Linked DNA regions of Gossypium hirsutum: region 1 is linked to region 2. A link is a contact called in public Hi-C data. All regions are on one chromosome and are shown on one strand. Each heading gives the region's core, a stretch centred on a gene start, on an enhancer-like site or on the middle of the called end of the contact. The rest is flanking DNA. Distances are from core to core; before and after follow the strand shown. Region 1 holds the start of LOC107916214 (alkaline/neutral invertase C, mitochondrial). Region 2 holds the start of LOC107916220 (acidic leucine-rich nuclear phosphoprotein 32 family member A).

What was found. Hi-C and Micro-C count contacts between places; a contact is called where the count stands out from the background.
Region 1: a contact with region 2 is called in a Hi-C map of leaf, with 2.4 times the contacts expected there. The contact joins the promoter of LOC107916214 here to the promoter of LOC107916220 in region 2. A contact is called at or near these places in 7 of 34 Hi-C or Micro-C datasets (hypocotyl and leaf).

Annotation. Positions count from the first base shown.
Region 1 is chrD10:53,582,305-53,588,764 of Gossypium_hirsutum_v2.1, reverse strand. It overlaps LOC107916214 (alkaline/neutral invertase C, mitochondrial), which reads left to right and starts at 3,939. Exons shown (of 6, transcript XM_016845371.2): 1 at 3,939-4,997; 2 at 5,382-5,547; 3 at 5,710-5,921; 4 at 6,006-6,460. The coding sequence starts at 4,200.
Region 2 is chrD10:53,428,426-53,434,510 of Gossypium_hirsutum_v2.1, reverse strand. It overlaps LOC107916220 (acidic leucine-rich nuclear phosphoprotein 32 family member A), which reads left to right and starts at 4,174. Exons shown (of 5, transcript XM_016845376.2): 1 at 4,174-4,666; 2 at 4,955-5,009; 3 at 5,112-5,168; 4 at 5,788-5,865; 5 at 6,012-6,085. The coding sequence starts at 4,409. It overlaps LOC107916219, which reads left to right. Exons shown (of 10, transcript XM_016845374.2): 2 at 1-493; 3 at 772-901; 4 at 988-1,439; 5 at 1,686-1,766; 6 at 1,845-1,943; 7 at 2,136-2,294; 8 at 2,452-2,538; 9 at 2,761-2,832; 10 at 3,196-3,781. The coding sequence ends at 3,516.

The DNA of each region.
Region 1 (6,460 bases), core at 2,690-5,189, 150 kb before region 2:
TCAGGATCCACTAGAATCGGTTGTCTACATCCAAACTGTCGTAGCACTCTGTCTGTCTGGTGAGGCTCCACGGTTGCGTAGTTGATCAACACGACTTCCACGTGCCAAGTTTGGGGATTTTGTAAGAACTCTTCCGGGATTACTGCCCGAATTGCCGAATCCTCGTATGGTGTCCATTGAAACTATATGAACATGATAGAAATATTAGTTATATACATAATACTAAATACTAAATACTAAATATCAATCGACTAGCGAATGTATGGAAATATCTATTTTATTTAAAACTTACTTGTGCTTCCGACCGTTGGTCCAATAGAAGCCGTATATCTTCAAGAGAGGACGGTAATCGAGCATGACTTGCCGGATGGTTCCACCTAATTAAATAAATTTTTAGCATACTTTTATTTTTAAAAATCTACATAATAATTGTAAAATCTAATATAAAATTTACTTCGTTATAAGTGGGAATGTATATGGGTGGTCCACTCGAGGACGTAGAAATGGAAAGCGAAACCGTGCCCACGACTTCAGTAGTGACAGGCAACCTCCGATTTTTGCTCTCCTCGGTCGCGTCGCCCCGCACATCTCCCGATATAACGTTGCCAATACGGCAGACCCCCAACTCAATTCATCGGTTGCTCTAAAATCAACGAGTTTTAGTAGCCATCTTAGATGTACGCGACTCCGTGACGTGTCGGGCATCTGATAACCTCCAATTAATTGAAGAATGTATGCCCGAGCATATCGGATTCTTTCAATTTCGGTTGAATCTTCATCCGGATCAAGGAATGTGTCACGTAGCTAGCCCATCTCGATCTTACCTCCCTCTATTTTCTCCAGAATAGCGCCTAAAAGCTCGTAGCACACTGCCCCCCAATCGCTAGATTGGGCAGACCCGATGACTGGGCTCTCGTCCACCGGTAATCCCAATTGCAGACTGACATCTTCTAGAGTGATAGTGCACTCTCCACATGGAAGATGGAATGTGTGCATCTCGAGTCTCCACCTCTCGATCAACACACTGATTAGTTTCAAGTCCACCTTGCATCCCTGGCCTACCGTCGCCACGTCCCAAAAACTTGCTTCCCGCAGGTAGTTCTCTACCAACGGTGATGGAGGAGCATGCATATTCTAGATATTGCATTCCAATACTCGATCTACAGACTTTTATAACAAATAAAAAAATTAATAATTATCTAAAAGTGCATAAATAAAAAATTCTTAAATAATATTTAAAAATTAAATTTAATACTTGCCATTTTCATTTGTTCCACCGATATGTGATCCTTATCAAGACGAGTCAATTCTCCAGCATTGCTGAAATCGTACAAATTTTTACGGTTTAAAAAAATTTTTAAAAAAATTTTTAAAATTATTTAAAAAAAGGGAGTTAAGAGGAACTTAAGAGAATTTTTTAAGGAAATAGAGAGGAAATTTGAGAGAGGATTAGTTTGTGAAAAAAAAAGGTGGGGGTATTTATAGTTTTTTTTACCATTGGAACACTGTTCACGCGCGGGTCAAGTCGCGGCCACGTCAGCAACTCGCGCTGACGTGAATGTGATTTCCTGGCGCGTCTCCTGACATCGCGCTGACGTGGACGCGATTTTTCGAAAAATGGACCATTCCGATAAATAATTAAATAATAGGCCCATTTCGATAATTTAAAAAAAAAGAGCTTTTTTGGTAAAATGCCCGTGGAAAACCACTCAGCATAGGAGCAGTTGGGTTCCATCAAGTCATAAACAATCCTCATAATTAAACACACAACCCAAAATAAGAAAATGAATTAGTAAAAGAAAATAAATTAAACACATCCCTACTCTGTAGAGAGCCTTTTCCCTTAACCAAAACCAACTGATGAAAGCAAGAAACTAAAACGTCTCCTGCAACCATAAACCCATCAAGAATTTGCCTAAAAAACAATGTAAAACCACAGGAAACCCCTCATTGAGAAACTTTTAGAGTGAAAGATATGATATTCTCCAAAACTCAAGGGCATAATCGTTAGAACCTTCATAGACGCTTCATCAATCTAATATTAAAGTTAAAATTGATAGAATTTATAAATATTAGAAGGTTAAATTTATTATTAAATAATAATAAAAACCCCATTAATGTTACAAAAATGATTTTATATAATTCAATGGCGAAAATAAAATTCAACTACCACGTGTTAAATCAGGTACAAAGACACATACGTAATTTTGTAGCTTCTAAGGAACCTTTTTTGTACACGAATTTATCCACTTGTTGGGGGCTTGTGGGGACCACAAACATTGCACTTTCTTCATTTCTTCCTTCAAAATACTAGAAGAAGATGGGAACCACCGCCGACCAACCTCATCCATTCGTAGTTGCAAATTGTGTTATGACTCTTTTACCCTTTAACAAAAATGGAATTTGCCCAATATTTTTGTGCTTGTCCTGTTCTTTTTTCTTTTCCAGTTTGATATTCGGACAAATCAAATAGTTTAAAATTTTTACATGTTAAACAAAATACCTTTTTTTGAAAATATCAAAATCACTAGCCAATGTAAAGGTTCTTTTTTTTAATCTTTATTCAATAACTTATTTTTTTTATGTAGGTTTAGGGTTAATTCTACCCCACCACACAAACTCAACAATATTGATTGTTATGTTTTTAATTATTTTTATTTTTATATTTATGCATGTAAATATATTTTAATTATATTCATATTATTAATTAAATTTAATAATTATATTTTAATTTTGAATGTAATTATTAAAAAAATTAAATGATTAAGATAAAAGAAAAATTAAAAGTTTGTACCCAATACAAGCTAGTCGAAGGCGCATTTAAAATTTTTTAAAAGTAATCAAAATTGAATTATAATTTTTTTTATACGTCAAATTATTATTTATTAATTTATAAATTAATCATTTTGAAAGGACTAAAATGATTTTTCTATTTTTTGAAGACCAAAGTGTAGATTTACCGTATATTAAATTATAAATTTATTATTTATGGTGGAATAAAAGGTTAAATTTCTATTTTTAGGGCTAAAACCCCTACTTGCCCCATTGAGTTTGCCCTTAAAGTTAGTACAAATTAACCTTGGTTGAAACACATTGAAACAATCAAAACATACCAAAATTCTAATTAGAATGGAATTTAGATTACTTGGAATCGATTTAGGACCATAATGGTAAATATTGCCCGATATTAACTACCATGGCAAGACATCCTTAAATTATGACTTAAATTTTAAAATTTTCTACAATCAAGTTCTTCTTTTAGTTTGGTTGACAACATATAAATTGTTTAAAAAATAGATAATATCATTAAATTTTAAAAGACTTGTTTTTTTTGACATTTAAGCTAATGAAAAGAATAGAGTGACCTCAAAGGTGTACATATATTTATACAGTAGTAGTTACGGAAGAATCAAATTGAGGAAAGATAATATCTCATAATAATATCTTATTAGGAATTAAATTGTTAAAAAATAACATATCCTAACAACTAACGAGGAAATTAATAAAATGATTTAATTGATACTATAAAATTTCAATTAAAATATTTAAAAAATTCAATAAATTCCACCATACAATATGAATAGAATATGCAATTCTTGTAGAAGAAATATGATTTTTTTCAACACGTTGATCATTTACAGAAATTGTTGTACGAAAGATTCCTCTTCTCCACTACGGTCATCCTCAGACAGATAAGTCTCAAAATTTCTACATATTTTTCACGTAAAAGAAATTTCAAACAATGATGATGATGTGTTTTAAAAAATAATAAATAATTAAAAACAAATCTAATCCTTTCAAGGGCTTTATGGTAAATTCGCACCACCAAAACCTGAAGTCTTTCACGTGCAGGGACACAAACAGTAATTACACCCACCTACCTTTTCCCCCCTTTTCCTTTTGCCTATAAATACCAAGCAATGCCTCTGGTTTCAAAATCTCCAAAACTTTGAATCTTTAAGACAAATCTCTCTCTCAATTCTATAATCAAACGTTCAATTGTAAGTATTCGCATCTAGATTTAATTTCCATTTTTAGCTTTCTTTTCTTTGAAGTTTATTATTAAATTATATTCCCAATTTTTTCTTTTATTTCTCTGTTTATTTTTTAAGATTAACAGAGGTTTTGTATATACATCTTGCCATAGAGTACAGAAATTTGATTCTTGAATTTAGTGAAAAGGGGAAAAAGGATTAGTTATGAAGTCTAGCACTTGTATTGGAATATCCAGCATGAAACCTTGTTGTAGATTCCTAATAAGTTATAGAAGCTCTTCTTTTTTTGGGTTTTCTCCCCCCAAAATGAGCCGTTCCGGTATCCGTAATTTGTCGAAATCTCTTTCTAAGGCGGTTGATCGCCGTAGGGTGCACTCATGTAAGCATAGTAAGTCGCAGGTCGTAGGTTATAAGTGTCTTGCTGATCCGAATCGGAGGGCTTTTAGTGTATCCGATTCAAGCTGGGGTCAGTCTAGGGTAGTTAGTGATAGTTTCCGTGTTGATAAAGGTAGATCAAGGGAAGTTTTAGTAATTCCCAGAGTAGCGTCGGATTTTAGGAATCACTCAACATCCGTTGAACATCATGTTAATGAGAAGAATTTCGAGAGGATTTACATTCAAGGTGGGTTGAATGTGAAGCCTTTGGTGATTGAGAGGATTGAGACGGGTGATGGATTAGTTAAAGAGGATAACACTGGAATAAATGCTAGTGAGTCAGATGTAAATACAAATGATGTAGAGGGTTCGAATTTGACCGAACCTAGGATTGAGAGAGAGGTGTCTGAGATTGAGAAAGAGGCATGGAACATACTACGTGGTGCTGTGGTGAACTATTGCGGAAATCCAGTGGGGACCGTAGCCGCTAATGATCCAGCTGACAAGCAGCCGTTGAACTATGATCAGATATTTATCCGTGACTTTGTACCTTCAGCACTTGCCTTTCTGCTAAATGGGGAGGCAGAGATTGTGAAGAATTTTCTTCTTCACACATTGCAGTTACAGGTACTTATGATCTTTATACCTAAACATTGCTTTTACATTTTAATTGGAAAATTAGTGTGCTTTTTTATCAGTGGAAGTCTTTGATAGTACAACTGATTTCAGAATTTGTAGAAACTAAAAAGATGTATTATCAATAATATGCTACATTTAGTCCTTAGAAGAACATGAATTATTATTTGGATGTCGCGGTGATGCCGTAGAACATAAATTTACATTTTTTGCATTTCTTAGAGCAACAGGGGATCTTGTCTTCAGATAACATCGAAGGAGCCTCATGACTTTAACTGGTCTATTAGCTTCTGGTTATTAGGGTGATATATTGTTGGACTCCCGTGTATTTTCTAGGCATTGGTTGTTTGTTGATGATGTTTCTGGTGGTTTCAGAGTTGGGAGAAGACTGTGGACTGCTATAGCCCTGGGCAAGGATTGATGCCAGCAAGTTTCAAAGTTCGAACAGTCCCTCGTGATGGAAGCCCTGAAGCATTTGAAGAGGTTTTGGATCCTGATTTTGGTGAATCAGCCATTGGTCGTGTTGCCCCTGTTGATTCTGGTAGGACAGTGACTTTTAGTCAACGAAGCATTTCTTGATGATTACTTCTTTAATTTCGAATACCGTCAACATATTTTATTGCCGGTGTTAGTTATCTGACTATCATATTATTGTCACTGTTGAGATGGTATTAATTCTCTGATTTTGGTGTTAAAATCACAGGGTTGTGGTGGATTATCTTGTTGAGAGCATATGGGAAGATCACTGGTGACTACTCATTACAAGATAGGGTGGATGTACAAACAGGCATAAGACTGATCCTAAATCTGTGTTTAACTGACGGGTTCGACATGTTTCCTTCACTGTTGGTCACTGATGGCTCCTGTATGATTGATAGACGAATGGGTATTCATGGCCACCCTCTCGAAATACAAGTAAGCTGAATAACTTTTTGTTACATATATATTAAACATTTCACTCATATATTTGTTTAAACCCTAAGAATCCTGATCTTGCAGGCCTTATTCTATTCTGCTCTGCGTTGCTCTCGGGAGATGCTCACCGTGAATGATGCAACAAAGAATTTGGTAGCCGCCATAAACAACCGGCTCAGTGCACTCTCATTTCATATCAGAGAGTATTACTGGGTTGATATAAAGAAAATCAATGAGATATATCGTTACAACACAGAGGAATATTCAACAGATGCCATCAACAAGTTCAATATCTATCCTGATCAGATTCCTTCATGGCTAGTAGATTGGATTCCTGATGAAGGTGGCTACTTTATTGGCAATTTACAGCCTGCTCACATGGATTTTAGGTTTTTCACACTTGGAAATCTTTGGGCCATTGTTTCTTCTTTGGGAACCCCAAAACAGAACAAGGATGTTCTGGATTTGATCGAGGCAAAATGGGATGATCTTGTGGCTAACATGCCTCTTAAGATTATTTACCCCGCTCTGGAGTCTGA
Region 2 (6,085 bases), core at 2,925-5,424:
ACCTTCAAAGGAAGCTTCAAGTGGAAGGGAACAAAATGAAATCTCACCTGATGGGAACCTTAATCTGAAACATAAAAACGGATCTTGGGGCTGCTTGCTTAATGGTTTTCATCTTAAAAATGCCATGGATAATGTGGATTTTTCTGATACTGCGGCGGTAAGGAATGCGAGAGCAATAGCTGTGTCCACCTTCAAGGTGATAAGCCAGTGGCTTGAGAAACAAAGACCAATTTTAATTTCCCTAACAACTAATGTGTATAATGCTCGAGATCATGTCAGAGCAAAGTTGGAGAGATTATATCCCATTGTTTTGAAATGGCTTGTGCACTTTGGAAATATAATGCTTCTTTTGTCAATAATCTGGTTGGACTGTGCTCTTAGAGGCATTGATTCCTTCCTCCGCTTGGGTACAGCATCTCTTTTTCTGGTTATATGGTGCAGTATCTTCTCAGTAATTGCCATGGTTGGGATGATGAAGTTTCTTCTGGTGTTGGTAAGCACTTGTTCTATGTCATCAATGTTTTTCCTAAGGTTTCCTTTTCCGTGAGATCATGACGCCCCTCAATTTGCATATTGATGATTTTTTTGAACCACCATTTGCATAAAATTATGTTTTCACAAGTATTTATTTGATTTTGTTGAGGAATTTCCTGGACTACTGATTGCTAAGTCTCTGTAATGTTTCAATGATTTATTGAATATTTTGAGACATTTCTTGAGCTATTGACAAGTTATTGGTTCTTATTACTTGTGTAAATGTTGATTGCTCAGGCCATAGCTGCTCTGACAGCAGTTTTTGTTGGGCTCACTGTCGCAATGTTGGTAGTAGCTGTTTTTGGAACTATTTTCCTGTGGTTTTATGGAAGTTTCTGGACAACACTTATGGTGATCTTACTTGGAGGTTATTATTTTTCTTTTTCTGGTTGGATTAGTCTTATTTGCTAATTTATTCCACCAAATTTATGGAGTTTTGGTTTTGCAATTCAGGATTGGCATTTTCGTTTAGCCATGAGCGTCTTGCGTTATTGGTCGCCACTATATATTCTGTATACTGTGCTTGGATGTATGCCGGATGGCTTGGTTTGCTTTTGGCTCTTAATCTATCATTTATCTCAAGTGATGCATTGATCTACTACCTAAAGAACCACATAAATCAGCAAGCAGCACCTGATGGAAACCCTGAGCAAACCGATGGAATGTATGGTCATTCAGGCTTTTTCAATGACGAGTCAGTGCATGGTTCGTTCTCTGAAAATGTCCCAGGGTTTTCTGCAAACCATGGTCCTGGGGTAGCTTCAACTAGTGGGGTTGACACTGTGATGACTTCTGAAGATGAAGTTGCTCGATTGTTGACCTGCTCTGATCACTATTCTGCATTGGGTTTGTCACGGTATCAGAATGTCGATGTTAATGTACTGAAACGAGAATACAGAAAAAAGGTACGTCCTGTGTTTATTTTGCATTGTGTTGGTCACTCATTCTGAGTATTTCTTCAAATTTTCTGGAGCTTTATTAGCCAAATGTATCTAGTCAATTGGGTAAAATCTAAGTGAGCCTTTGTGAAAGTTCTTTTGGATCAGCTTACCCTTGATACCCACTGTTTTTTTTTTATCGTTTTCAAATTGTTTTAACAAAAAATAGGAGCAAGATGTGTACGGTATTGAAATTTGCAGACTGTTTGCTAGGCAATGCTGGTCCATCCTGATAAGAACATGGGCAATGAAAAGGCTGCAGAAGCTTTTAAAAAGCTTCAAAATGCATATGAGGTAATCTCTTGGTTTATTATGCTCTCCCCCTTGTGGATTGGCATTTCTTTTCTGATAATAATAGAACTTCGTTTATAGGTTTTACTTGATTCGTTGAAGCGAAAAACATATGATGATGAGCTTAGGCGGGAGGAGCTGTTAAACTATTTCCGTAGATTTCAAAATGCTTCTCAAAAGGTCTGAGCATACATCCTGCAACTTTTCACTTGAATATAAAGAAAGACTATCTTGTAGAGTTTAGTTTAAAGTTTCTGCTGATTCTTGCAAGGAAATGACTGTCTTAAGCAGTACATCCATAAAATCTTTTTCTTGCAGTAGATATATCAATCATTGCATCTTACATGATCTTTTTCTGCAATTCATCGCCAGAATGGCAGACATGGTTTCTTTCCCTCTAGATCTGCACGGTCAGAGGCTGATGGGGAGGAACCATTTGGAGAATCCAGGCGTATTGCCTGCAAAAAATGTGGTAACTTTCATGTCTGGGCACACACCAAGAAATCAAAATCTCGAGCAAGATGGTGCCAGGTATTTTCTTGCCCCCTAAAACATGTATCATTTTAGCTTGTTCTGTTTATGACTTTGACAATTAGCACATTCTCATCGAGCATGAGATCCCCTAATGTCTGACGATTTCATTTGTTCCCTAACAAGAAATTAATATTGTTTTTGGAGCTTACCTAAGGAATGCAAAGATTTTCATCAAGCAAAAGATGGTGATGGATGGGTTGAACAATCGTCGGAGCCCTTATTTTTCGGATTTTTGCTTAAGGTATGCACTGTCCACCTCTCATTACATGCAGATACTATTCCATTTTTCAATTTCTTTGATTTGACACAAGTGATAATACAATCTCTTGAAAAAGAAAGAGTTATAGGGATTGCTTTTAGAAGTATTTACCCCAGTTAGTCGAGGGTCAAGTCTTGTTTGAGTTGATATTCTTAAGATCTGTTTCTACTTTTTTTACATAAAGTTAATTGGTTGTCGGTCTAGGTGGAAGCTCCCTCTGCCTATGTCTGTGCTGATAGCAAGATATACGATGCTACTGAATGGTATATTTGTCAGGTAAAGTCAACTTTCACTTGGTATTTGTTATCATGTTAATCTGCCACCCATCAAGGATGCATTTCTAAGGAGGATTGAAGCATTTATTCAAAAGATTAACAGGAGCTACTGCTCTTTTTCTGGTTGCCTAAAAAAGTTTAAGGCGATCTTTGGCTGTTAGTAAGAAGTTTGACTTCGACCAAAAAATACCTATGGGGAACTGTTAATACGAAGATATCTGGAGTTGAATAGGATGCTAAATGGGTTTCACATGGAATTTTCACAAGTTGTACCCACTGACATCCATCTCCTTCGTGTATGAGACTGTATTAGTCTTTTGATATGAATCATGTCTACACTCAATACTGCTGGATTATGTTGCAGGGAATGAGATGTCTACCTAACACACATAAGCCAAGTTTTCATGTGAACACTAGTGTGACATCCAAGCATGCTACCGGCAAGGGATCAAGTTCAGGACAGAGAGGTGGCACAATGCCAACTCCTCCTAATCTGGAAGAAACGATGACCGAAGAAGAATTCTTAGTGTGGTTACAGAATGCAGTACAAGGAGGCATGTTTGACAACTTTAATGGTAGCAGCACCTCTGCTGAAAATCCATCTACGAAAGCAGAAAGCAGCTCGAAGAGCAGCAGCAGCGGTAGTGGAAGCAAGAGAAAGAAAAAGGGTAAGAAACAATGGTAAGCTGCAGTCATCATGATTTGTGTAGCCCCGGATTGTCGAGAGAGAAAGCAATTTTTGGCCATAAACATCCAGAAAACTTGAATCCATGTTTAACTTGTTCTCGGGCCGTGAGGCATATTTCATGCAGATTTTGTATAGCATTTACTATCATCTTCCTTCAAATAATTAGATATGGAGCGTCATACCAAATATGAAATAGATTGCAGACCCTGGAGGTTAATCTTCCCGGTTATAGTATTACTAAAAAAATTTGCACTTCTCTTCTTACACATTCTTCATTTCATTTTGTTGTCAGTATCCTTATCAAAGCGTCAACTGAATTTCTAGTTCAATTTTTATTTTTTTCCTTTGAAGAAATGCCTGACGATACTCTCAATTGCCACACAAGATGGTAGAACTATAATTCAGGACAATTTCCCTTTTTCTTTACTGAAATGGAAGCTGAAAGGATATTGTATTTTCTGAGGATAAATACTCCTATTAGTTCTTGTACGATCCAAATTTTATTCTCTTTATTTTGATTTGTTCAGTTTTAGTTTTAAGCCTTGAATTAAACGGTAGTTGTCAAATTTACTATTTTTAAAATTTTATGTAATCACAAAAAGATTTCATGTTGAATTTGATATAACAAAGGATTTATCAGCTACTGTTAGCTGTTTGGCTCAAAACAGACTTTAAAATTAAAGTAAAGAATCTAAATCTATAACTTATGCATTGTGTAGGGGCTAATAATCGAATTTTACCAACTGCGAACTATGTGATTAAAAAAATGAAATTCGCACGTCTCATAAATGGGCTTTAAGATGTGGGTATTGGGTGCATCTTTTTTATCCATAACTCCAGATTTAAAGATATATGTTACTAGACTCTGCAACTTCTTCAAGTTCCTGCAATGGAGTCACTCCTACACTCTTCTACGAAAATTGTTGCTCCCACCCTACCCAAACTTCAAATAAAATGTGGGTTCTTTGGAAACCAACACTCTTTCTCCATATTCCCGCTACAAAACTCTTGCCTTGGTCGTAGAAAGCTTTTTATTGTGGAGGCAAAGAAGAACAAAAACAACGATAATAAGCAAGACAGTCACAGTTTTATCCCCAAGCCAGATGAGACCACTGGGTTCTTCCCTGAAGCTGTTCTTCTCAAAGAGGTCTCTTTTCTGCATAAACCCTTGTTCCTTTTTTTTCTCCTTTTTATGTTTTCTTTCTTTGTGTTATTATAACTCTGCAATATCAATTGGGTTATATATCTATGTTTAGTAAAGATAAGAGTTTTTTCCCCTTTTTTTGCTTAGTAAGAAGAAAAGGCCAAGGCTTTCTTATTGTGAACTGCCACTGCTTCACGTACTGTTTTTGTGTTCCATTTGAGAAATTTTAGCTCCTTAATCTTTTTTTTTTTCCATGGAAGTTGAGGTGTGGGTTTTCTCTTTGAATTGCAGAAGAAAGTTCAGGAAGATGGTAGACTTCTCCCAGAGTTTGATGACGAAGAAGAACGTAAGTCAATTGTGGTCATTAAGTTTGTATAACCTGCTTTTATATTTCAGATGAATAAATATAGCCGCGTTGTACTCATGAAAATTGTTTGTAAATTTGCAGAAGAATTGTATGAATCTCTTAACCTTGAGCTGCAAAGCGCATTGAACTTGGAACGCAGTAAGCCTACTTCTCGTAGTTACTTTGTAGTTTCTGCTAGTATGATAGGATTAAACATAAAGAAATTTATGGTTGTTTTCTTGAAAATTTTATTATTCTATCATAGTCATCAAGCTTTTTATTTGGTTTTCACAATTATACTCTTTTCTCTGCTTCTTGCCTTTTAAAAAGCGAAAAATATCTTTGAAATGGTTTAATTGACTCCTCGTATTTGTCTGAGCGGACCATGTTGTTGCAAGAATTCTTGATTCATGAATTGTAGGATGAACTTATGTCACTACTAACAAAGACCTCAGCAAGTGTTGGATTCAAAGCTGATTTTAGAAAGTATAAATTGATTTATCGAACTCCTGAATATGAGGCCAAAGATATCAACATCTTGGCAGCCTTCCAAGGAAATGGAATATGAATATCTTAAAATGGGAGTTGAATAATTCAGGGAAACTCATGGTTTTATTAGCCTTTGTAATATCAAAGTTGCATTTTGGGGTTCTGATTTCTGTCAAATATGGAGAAGCAAACCTTTTATCATTGTATGGATAACGTGGATTTTCTTTTTTCAATGTTGTTTGACATCTGGTCACTTTGTTATGATTCATTATTCTCCTTGTTTATACAGTGCGGCACTACGAGGTTGTTTATTTAGTTCATGAGAAGCATGATGAAGAGGTTGAAAGTGTCAATGAGAAAGTCCAAGGTAACTTGGTGTAAATTGTATGCTTATTGTTCTTTTCATTTTGGGCTATTAGTATCCTTCTATTGAATTCCCAACATATTCTTTTGAAAGAATCAATGAGAAAGTTCAAGGTAACCTGGTGTAAATTTCTTATATTATATCTGCAGATTTCTTGAGGGAGAAGAAAGGCAGGTTATGGAGATTGAATGATTGGGGTCTTCGGAGACTAGCATACAAGATA